Regions from separate parts of the Mus musculus genome. Here region 1 is linked to region 2. The links are chromatin contacts, called in public promoter capture Hi-C maps. All regions are on one chromosome and are shown on one strand. Each heading gives the region's core, a stretch centred on a gene start, on an enhancer-like site or on the middle of the called end of the contact. The rest is flanking DNA. Distances are from core to core; before and after follow the strand shown.

Region 1 (3,602 bases), core at 658-3,157, 260 kb before region 2:
TGAATGACGTGTTGTTGTCTTCAGCAATAGGGCCCTACCATCAAGTTGTGAAGCACAGTCTATAGCCTTGGCAATGGCCTGTGTTGTTTAGGGGTTCCATGGGACCCCTTTGGTCAACAACTCAACAAGATACAGCCCATTCCTGGCACAAGGTTTTACTTTGTGCCATTAGAAGTCTAGCCTGGGCATTGTCCTCCTCAACATATAGCGACTCCATTTGCATTCTTTTCCTATATGTATATATTTTAGGAAACCTCTATAGCAGTAGGTTTCCATATGGTTTTTCAAATGGCACATAGTATTACTTGTCCCTTCCAAAATTCCTGAATAATCCTTCTATTCTAGTTTTCCATATATACTATACTCTCTCCTTCCTTAGGAGATTCATCATAGAAGCTTCTTCTCACAGTAGATGGGAATTAACACAGAGACCCAGAACCAGACAATGCATAGCAAAGGAGAGACTTTGGAGCCTTCAGTCCTGTATGGTATATCTTTATCAAATTCCCCTTGTGGCTCAGGGATCTATGTGGAAGAAGAGGTAGAGAGATTATAAGAGTCAGAGGGGCTTGGATGACTAAGGAACATCCTCTTCCAGACACAAGAGGACTGATGCACATACGGACTCACAGAGACTGTGGTATCAGGCACAAGACCACGTAGATTCAAGCCAGTGGGATCCCAGCACTGAGAAGGGGAAGCAGCCCCACCCTAAGAAAGATGCTACTTATAATTGATAACTGCTGGCAAAGGAGTGTCTCTTATTGAGTGTCATTGGGCATATTAACTACAGTTTGTGTTTTTACAAATCTGTATTGGGACTCTCGATATAATGAGCCCCTCTGAAGACTACTGAGTCCTCAGTTTCTTTGTGCCTCTGCAGAGGAGGTGTACCAGGGATAGGCTTCGCTGCTGCCGCTGCTGCCACCGCTGTCTGTGGTCTCTATCCCTACAGCAGCAATCTGGGATGGGTTAGTGGCCCCGCCTTACTTACAGGTGCTAAGTAGCTTTCACTTTCATTGTCACTGCTGACGTAAAATTACCGCAGGATTTTTCTCCTGAATATGAAGGACGAATTAATATGCTTTGGAGGGGTTAGGAAAAATATTAATACCGATCCCCATCAAGACAAGGAAAACACACGGTCCTGTCTCTGCTCTCGACGTCAGGAAGCTCATATACAGTGAGTTAGTCTTTGTCACTTAATAGAATCATCACGGCCTGAAGCTATGCACACAAAGTCCTAAAGGCCTAAAGTCAACACTCAGAAACTGGCGACAGAGTGGCAGGGACATTTTCTGAGAAAGCCAAGAGCCGAAGGCTGCTGCTGCGCATGCGCAGTGTCTCCTCTTACCTGAGCCCTGATCAGCATGCTGGCCTTGGGGGTCAGGTATTTATGTTCTAAGTACCAGCCTCGCTCCTGGAACACCAGCTTCGTTCCATACAGCAGACAAAACTGAAGAGTGGGAGACAGGAAACAAGCAAACGTTAGAAAAACGAAGCCTGTAAGGATGTGGGACAACACATCCCGTTTCCAAAAACCAGAAAGTCCTTAATTTGAATGGCCATGGTTTGGATAAAAAGTACGTTTTAAAAGTAGGACAGACAGTAAAAGGGGGTCCCTGGTATCAGTTCCACTCGAGAAATCTTAACACCAGTCAACCTTGGTTCACGTGTAGCTTCCCCCACGTCCTCCCCACCCGGGTGACTTAGAATAGACTTTGAAAGACACATGTAGTTCTCTTTGCCTCCCTTCCATTCATGAACGATTCCCTGCAATGCCATCTTGATATTTTTCCATTGAGCAGCACTTGATTAAACTTTCACAGAAATATCACTCCTCAGTTACAGGATGTTTTCCCGGTTACATTTCTGAAAGCAAGCACACTGGGTGACATCACAGGCAGCCACCAAGCAGAAATAAACTCATTTTCCAGAGGCAGAGTGGCTTTTCATTTAACTACTCACTTCTTCACCATTTACTATCCCATCATTTCAAATTGTGGGAGCGTGCTGTGCAGGAGCCTTCTCAGCTCCACCCAAGCTTCAGCAATCAGACCTCTGACCTTCTCATTTCATCTCCCCGCCCACTCAAGTCCCCTCTGTAGTACTGTGGCACAAAGCCCAGGCCTACCGCTCCATCCACAAACACTCCTCACCTTCGTATCTCTAAGATAACGGCTTTTGTGAAGATGGCCTTAGGTGGGAAGACAGCTCAGTGACAGGGTGCTGGCCTCATGTGTAAGAGCTCAGTTTGGATTCCCATCATCCCCTTAAAAAAGTAAAAGCTGGGTTTGGTAGATAATGTTTGAAATCCCAGAACTGGGAAGTAGAGACAGGGGGTTCATTGGCCAGCCAATCTAGCCAACCACCAAACTCCAGGTTCAGTGAAAAGTTCTCCAAAAGTAAGGGGAACAATTAAAGATGCCCATTGTCAACCTCTGCCCTCCCACAGGCACATGTATCTTCATACATGGGTATACAAACATGTGCATATATGTAATATATGTGTAGGCAAGATGTAGGAAAATCATGAGGGATAATAGAGTTTCTTACAGCTGGAAACTCTGGCTGGGAGAGTCCGATGGGAAGATGAATACAAAGGGTAGCTGTTGTAGTCTGAAAGAACGGTGCACACATGTGCTCTAAGGAGAGTCGTGGACCATTAGCCAAGGTGGCTCCCCTCAGGGAGGTAAGAAGGAGACAGAGAAATTCCAACATTGTACTATTCCCCTGGAGTCTGAATCCAACAGAGTTGAGAGGGCAAGGATCTGCCATGATTTGAACATGTTTCCTTCAAGTCCCCCAGCTGGAGATATAATCTTCAAGTTAATGGTACTTGGAGGTGGAGCTTTTGAAAGGATGAGACCAGCATGTCACCTTTTATAGGGAGAAAGAACAGAACTAGAATCCTTGTCCTGTGATGTTCTCTGCCATGCTAAGATGCAGCAAGAAGCCAGCCCCTCACCGGATGAGATGGGGACACCATGCTCTTGGAACTTTCCAGCCTCCCGCACAGCTGTGAGCCAAATATATTTCTATTCTTCATAAAGTATCCATTTGGCGTCTTTTGTCACAGCAACAGGAAAGAAACTAAGATAGATCGCATCCGTGCATGCTAAGTGGGTCAGCTTCCCAAGGATATCCAGGGTAGAGAAGAGAGTAGAACTGGAGAGAAAAAGATACCCATCACAAGTCCTGGTGTTAACATCAGCCTCTCACCCAGTCTTACCAAATTCAAGTCAAAGTCCACTGAATTGAAGAAAGCTGCTGGCAAGCCAGCCTCTGCCTACACAATGCAGGCTTAGTTCCATACTGTCACCTACACCAGACTCTCAGGGCATTTACTGGCTGGCTGCTCTTTTCTTTAGGTTCTGGGTTACCTTCCTGCTGACACTGTAAATTGGCTTTTAAAGTCTGCTTGTTTCAGTAATGCAGCTTAGGCTCTGCAGAGGCTGCCCTCTTGGCTTGTCTGTGTAAACAGGATGGGTGCTGGCTCTTTGAGGTTACCAGAATCACATCTAGGTAGAGGTACCAAGGGCCCAGGCTTCTGCATCCAGCTCTTCAGGGCTCTCAGTGCCAGGAAAGTCATTTATATTAAA
Region 2 (3,887 bases), core at 1,098-3,597:
AAAGCACTTCTCTGGTGAAATTAGTGCCTGTAGCTGACAGAACATGAGTCTGTGACGCCATGAGAAAGCTCTAAGTCTGAAGATGTGTTCTCTCTCCTTTCTTTCTTGTCTTTCTCCCTTCATCCCCATGCCCTCAAGGACAGGGTTTCTCTCCATAGTTCTGGCTGTCTACTGGCTCTGTGCTGTTGGGCTGGAACTCACAATTCAGTCTGCTTCTACTTCCAGTGCTGGGATTAAAGGTGTGAACCATCACCACCACCCTCTCCCTTTTCAGATGTTAACTCTGAGCCCCCAAAGTGAAGCATTTGGGGGTGGGAGCTTCGGGAGAGGAGTCTATCACTTCGACAGAACTTTCCCGAATGGACGGATATGTGTCACAATTAAGTTTCTAAAAACTAAAAGCAAAAGAATCTTGCAAACAACTTGAGAGAACCAATGCAAAGGGAAAGACCTACAGGGATGGTAACATCATCTGAAGCCATAGAGGTCTGAGGGAGGGGCTCGCGGTTTTCCCTCGCTCAGGAACCAAAGAACGATCAAAACGGGTCTTAAAGTCAGGGAAACCATCCCTAATGGATGGAGGGAAATAATTAAGACAGTCTCACAAGTCCATCCTTTAAATGACTACAGAAAGATTTGGCTTGGTGGCCCCCCTTTACTTTTTGAAGCCATACGATGTCTACATGTTGCCTTTTTGAAGAGTAGATGGTTTTGCTTTTTAACATTTTTGTGACTGGCTTATTTTCTTCCCACTTGGCATATTTGACAACCATGTCTCCCAGAGATTACTTGTGTGTGTGCCATTCTACTCAAAACTAAATGGTGGTCAGGTTCAAGTATGCATTGTATTTTTAAGAAAAATAAAACAAACTACATTTATAGAGTTGCTTGGAATTGAGAAAAACAATTATTTTAATGTGTATGTGTGCATTTGTGCCTTGTATATATGTGTGTGTGAGAGATCTTTGTGTAACATGTGTGTGAGGGTCCAGGGAGGTCAAAAGAGGGTGTGGGTCCCTTGGAGCTTGAGTTAATAGGTAATTGTGATCTGTGGGACATGGGTGCTGAGATCTGAACGTGGGTCTTCTTGAAGAGCAGCAAGTGCTCTTAACCACCAACTCCAGCTCCTAGATGTAGAGGGCTGCCCTGATGATGCTTGTATTCTAATGCTAATTTGGGCCCCCAAAACTGGTTCTCCCAGAGAATCTGCTAGCTAAGTGACCCTGCCCCCAGTTAATTGTGATTGGTAAATAAATAGCCAATAGTTGGGCAGAAGAGACATAGGTGGGGTTGAGGTTTTGTGGGCTTGGGTCAGAGAGGACCAGGAGGAGAAGGAAGAGGAAGAAGCCACCATAGGATAAAGGAAGAAGGTGCAGGAGAAGAGAAAGGAGAAGCCACTATGGGTTAGCTGAGTCATAAAAACGTGGCTCCAAGGGAGTTATGAGCAGCTCAAATAGAACATATTAAATAGTAAGTAACAACTGGGGTTATCAATAGGAAAGTAGATTGTAACAGCATGGAGGGTAGGCAGCTGCCCAGCTATTGTGCAGCTTAAGGCTTATTGGCTTATTGCAAATATAAAGTCTCTCTCTCTCTCTCTCTCTCTCTGTGTGTGTGTGTGTGTGTGTGTGTGTGTGTGTGTGTGTGTGTGTGTGTTTTATCTAGGAACTCAATAACCAAAGGCCAGGATACCAAATAATTTCTTACTACCTTGGGGTTTGTTTCTGATGGGTTATAGTCTATGAGTCTAGACAAATTTATAGTTGCATGCAGCCAATATCACATAAAGCATTCACCCTAAACATTCTCTGGCCCCTCCAATTTGGGCTTCTCTTGAGTGGTCTTCTCTCCCCTTATCTTGATCTTTATCCTTAGGAGGGTGGGCAGAGCTAGTAACATAAAGGTAACAACAGAAGCACTAGCTGAGTTGTGGTAGCAGCTGCAAAGGGAGTGGCCATCAGTAGCTGCAGTGACCAAGGGCAGCTACAGAGTTTCAAAGAACATCTAGAATACAAATGATGGGGATAGTGGAAGCAGGAAGCAAGATAGGGCAAAGAGCCTAAAATGAACATTAACAGAAGTTTGTGAAAGCTAGAGAAGAAAAACTGTGGATCCTGGTTGCTGGAAAGGTCCTGGGGAACTTCCAATCTTTGAGGACCAAGGTCTCAGAGATCCTAGGCTGAGAGCCCTAATACCAGCTGCCTGGGAGCTCTGGTAAATTGTGTAAACAATTTACACTTGTTTCTGTAAAGCTGAGGGTGCCAGAACCCAAAGCCTCTGCTCTTATCTACTATTGCCACTCACAGGGGCTGGAGGACAAGTTACAACAGCTGCAGAAACCCCGTGGGATTAAGTAGTGGATTTCATCCCTCTGGGGATTAAAGCAGCACACCATGTAACTCAACTTGAATGCCTCCGGCAATGAACGTCTGACTTTGAAAGCCTTACGGCTTGCATGTAGAGATGAGAAGACAACTTACAAGAACTGATGCTCTCCTTGCACAGCATGGGTTCTGTGGATCATGGTCATCGGGTTTGGCAGTAAAAGTGAGCCCTCTTCATAGCTCATAAAATGCATGTCAGAATATATACTTAAAATTGCCACTAGGTGGAACTTGTTCTTCATGCGAACTGTCATTGTGACTGACCAAGTTGAGAAATCTAAGCTGGATGAATAAGCATTTTGGGAACCTGGAAACATGAATATTTGTTAATCACAGTAGTACACCTAAATTTCTAACAGTCTCTAAAGCAGCGGAATGAGACTGTGCATCAGAGAAACAAGAGTTGCAGAAACAGTCACAAGCACTCTAAGCAAAATGAAGGGTTGATATTATATTCTCCTTATTTAAAACACTTCTTTGGTTACTTCAAATATTGTTTGTATAACAGTGGCATATAAGTCATACCTAATTATTTAGTATTTTCACAGCTATAATTCCTATTTTCGGTTTTCCTGAGTCTGTAAGATATGAAGATGTGACAGATACTGCTCCCCTGTCTCATTCTACAGACAGTGCAGAATATTTGATCACACTGTGACCTCTGAGATTGTCTTATTTATTTTAAAACAAACAAACAAACTATTTCTAGTTGTGGGGTGGCTCAGCCCTTAGCACACACCTTTAATCCCTCTGGCTGGAATGCATGTGAGACAACATGCCTGCTACACTTTGGAGTAACTACCTACTTATCAAAAGATAATAAGCATATGCATTGTCTCACACACACATACAAAATTGGAGGGTAGGGACTTGAATCTTACCTTTTTCCTTTCTAGTATCTTAATTCTAAAAAAAAAAATACTCTAAGAAAATACAATGTGTCAAGAACAAAGGTGTGGATTATAATTTAAGTCTCAGGAAATTAGTGCAAAGTAGATTTGCCTGTGTAACCCCCACCCAGGGCAAGGGGGAAAAGGTGTTCTCAGTTTCCCTGTCAACCTCTATTTCCTCTCTCCTGACCAATGCTGGCTGCTTAACAACTCTATAAATGACTGTCTACTTCTTTCGAATATTAAAGAAATTGGATTATACACTATGTGTTCTTTTGTGTCTGGCTTCTGGCACTCAGAATGACTAAGTTGTCTTCAGTGACTGTTGTGTCCATAGCTCACTCATTTTCACTCTAGGATTGAATCATTAAACTAGAATATGCCATAAAAATAAGCTGAGGGAACAAATTGCATGAGTCTAGTTATATTAAATTCTAAAAACAGACAAAACAAACCTATAACAGGAAGGAGGGCTAACAAAGCAGCGGATACCTCCTAAAGGGTAGGGCAGAGGTTGCCAGGCAAGGGGTGAAGAAGTATCCTCAATCACTATGGTCCTCTGCTCTACTTACAAAGACTCCTTGATGAAAAGAAGGCTCTTATAGGCCCGCTG

What was found. Promoter capture Hi-C pulls out the DNA fragments that hold promoters and counts their contacts.
Region 1: a contact with region 2 is called in a promoter capture Hi-C map of trophoblast stem cells, with 4 times the contacts expected there. The contact joins two enhancer-like sites. A contact is called at or near these places in 7 of 39 promoter capture datasets (3T3-L1-derived adipocytes, the C10 cell line, frontonasal cranial neural crest and 4 more), 1 of 115 datasets of contacts at active chromatin or transcription factors (effector CD8 T cells) and 4 of 9 other capture datasets (adipose tissue, embryonic stem cells, liver and 1 more).

The regions. Positions count from the first base shown.
Region 1 is chr2:128,103,531-128,107,132 of GRCm38.p6, reverse strand. Acoxl (acyl-Coenzyme A oxidase-like) reads right to left here. Exons shown (of 18, transcript NM_028765.3): 17 at 1,355-1,456. Among named protein-coding and RNA genes, the nearest start is that of Bcl2l11, 21 kb to the left of the region's middle. Within about 2 kb of position 1,907, at least 4 of the 459 cell types and tissues checked have an H3K27ac peak or open chromatin away from gene starts, as enhancers often do.
Region 2 is chr2:127,844,266-127,848,152 of GRCm38.p6, reverse strand. It overlaps a transcript of Acoxl not described here. Among named protein-coding and RNA genes, the nearest start is that of Acoxl, 8.4 kb to the left of the region's middle. Within about 2 kb of position 2,347, at least 20 of the 459 cell types and tissues checked have an H3K27ac peak or open chromatin away from gene starts, as enhancers often do.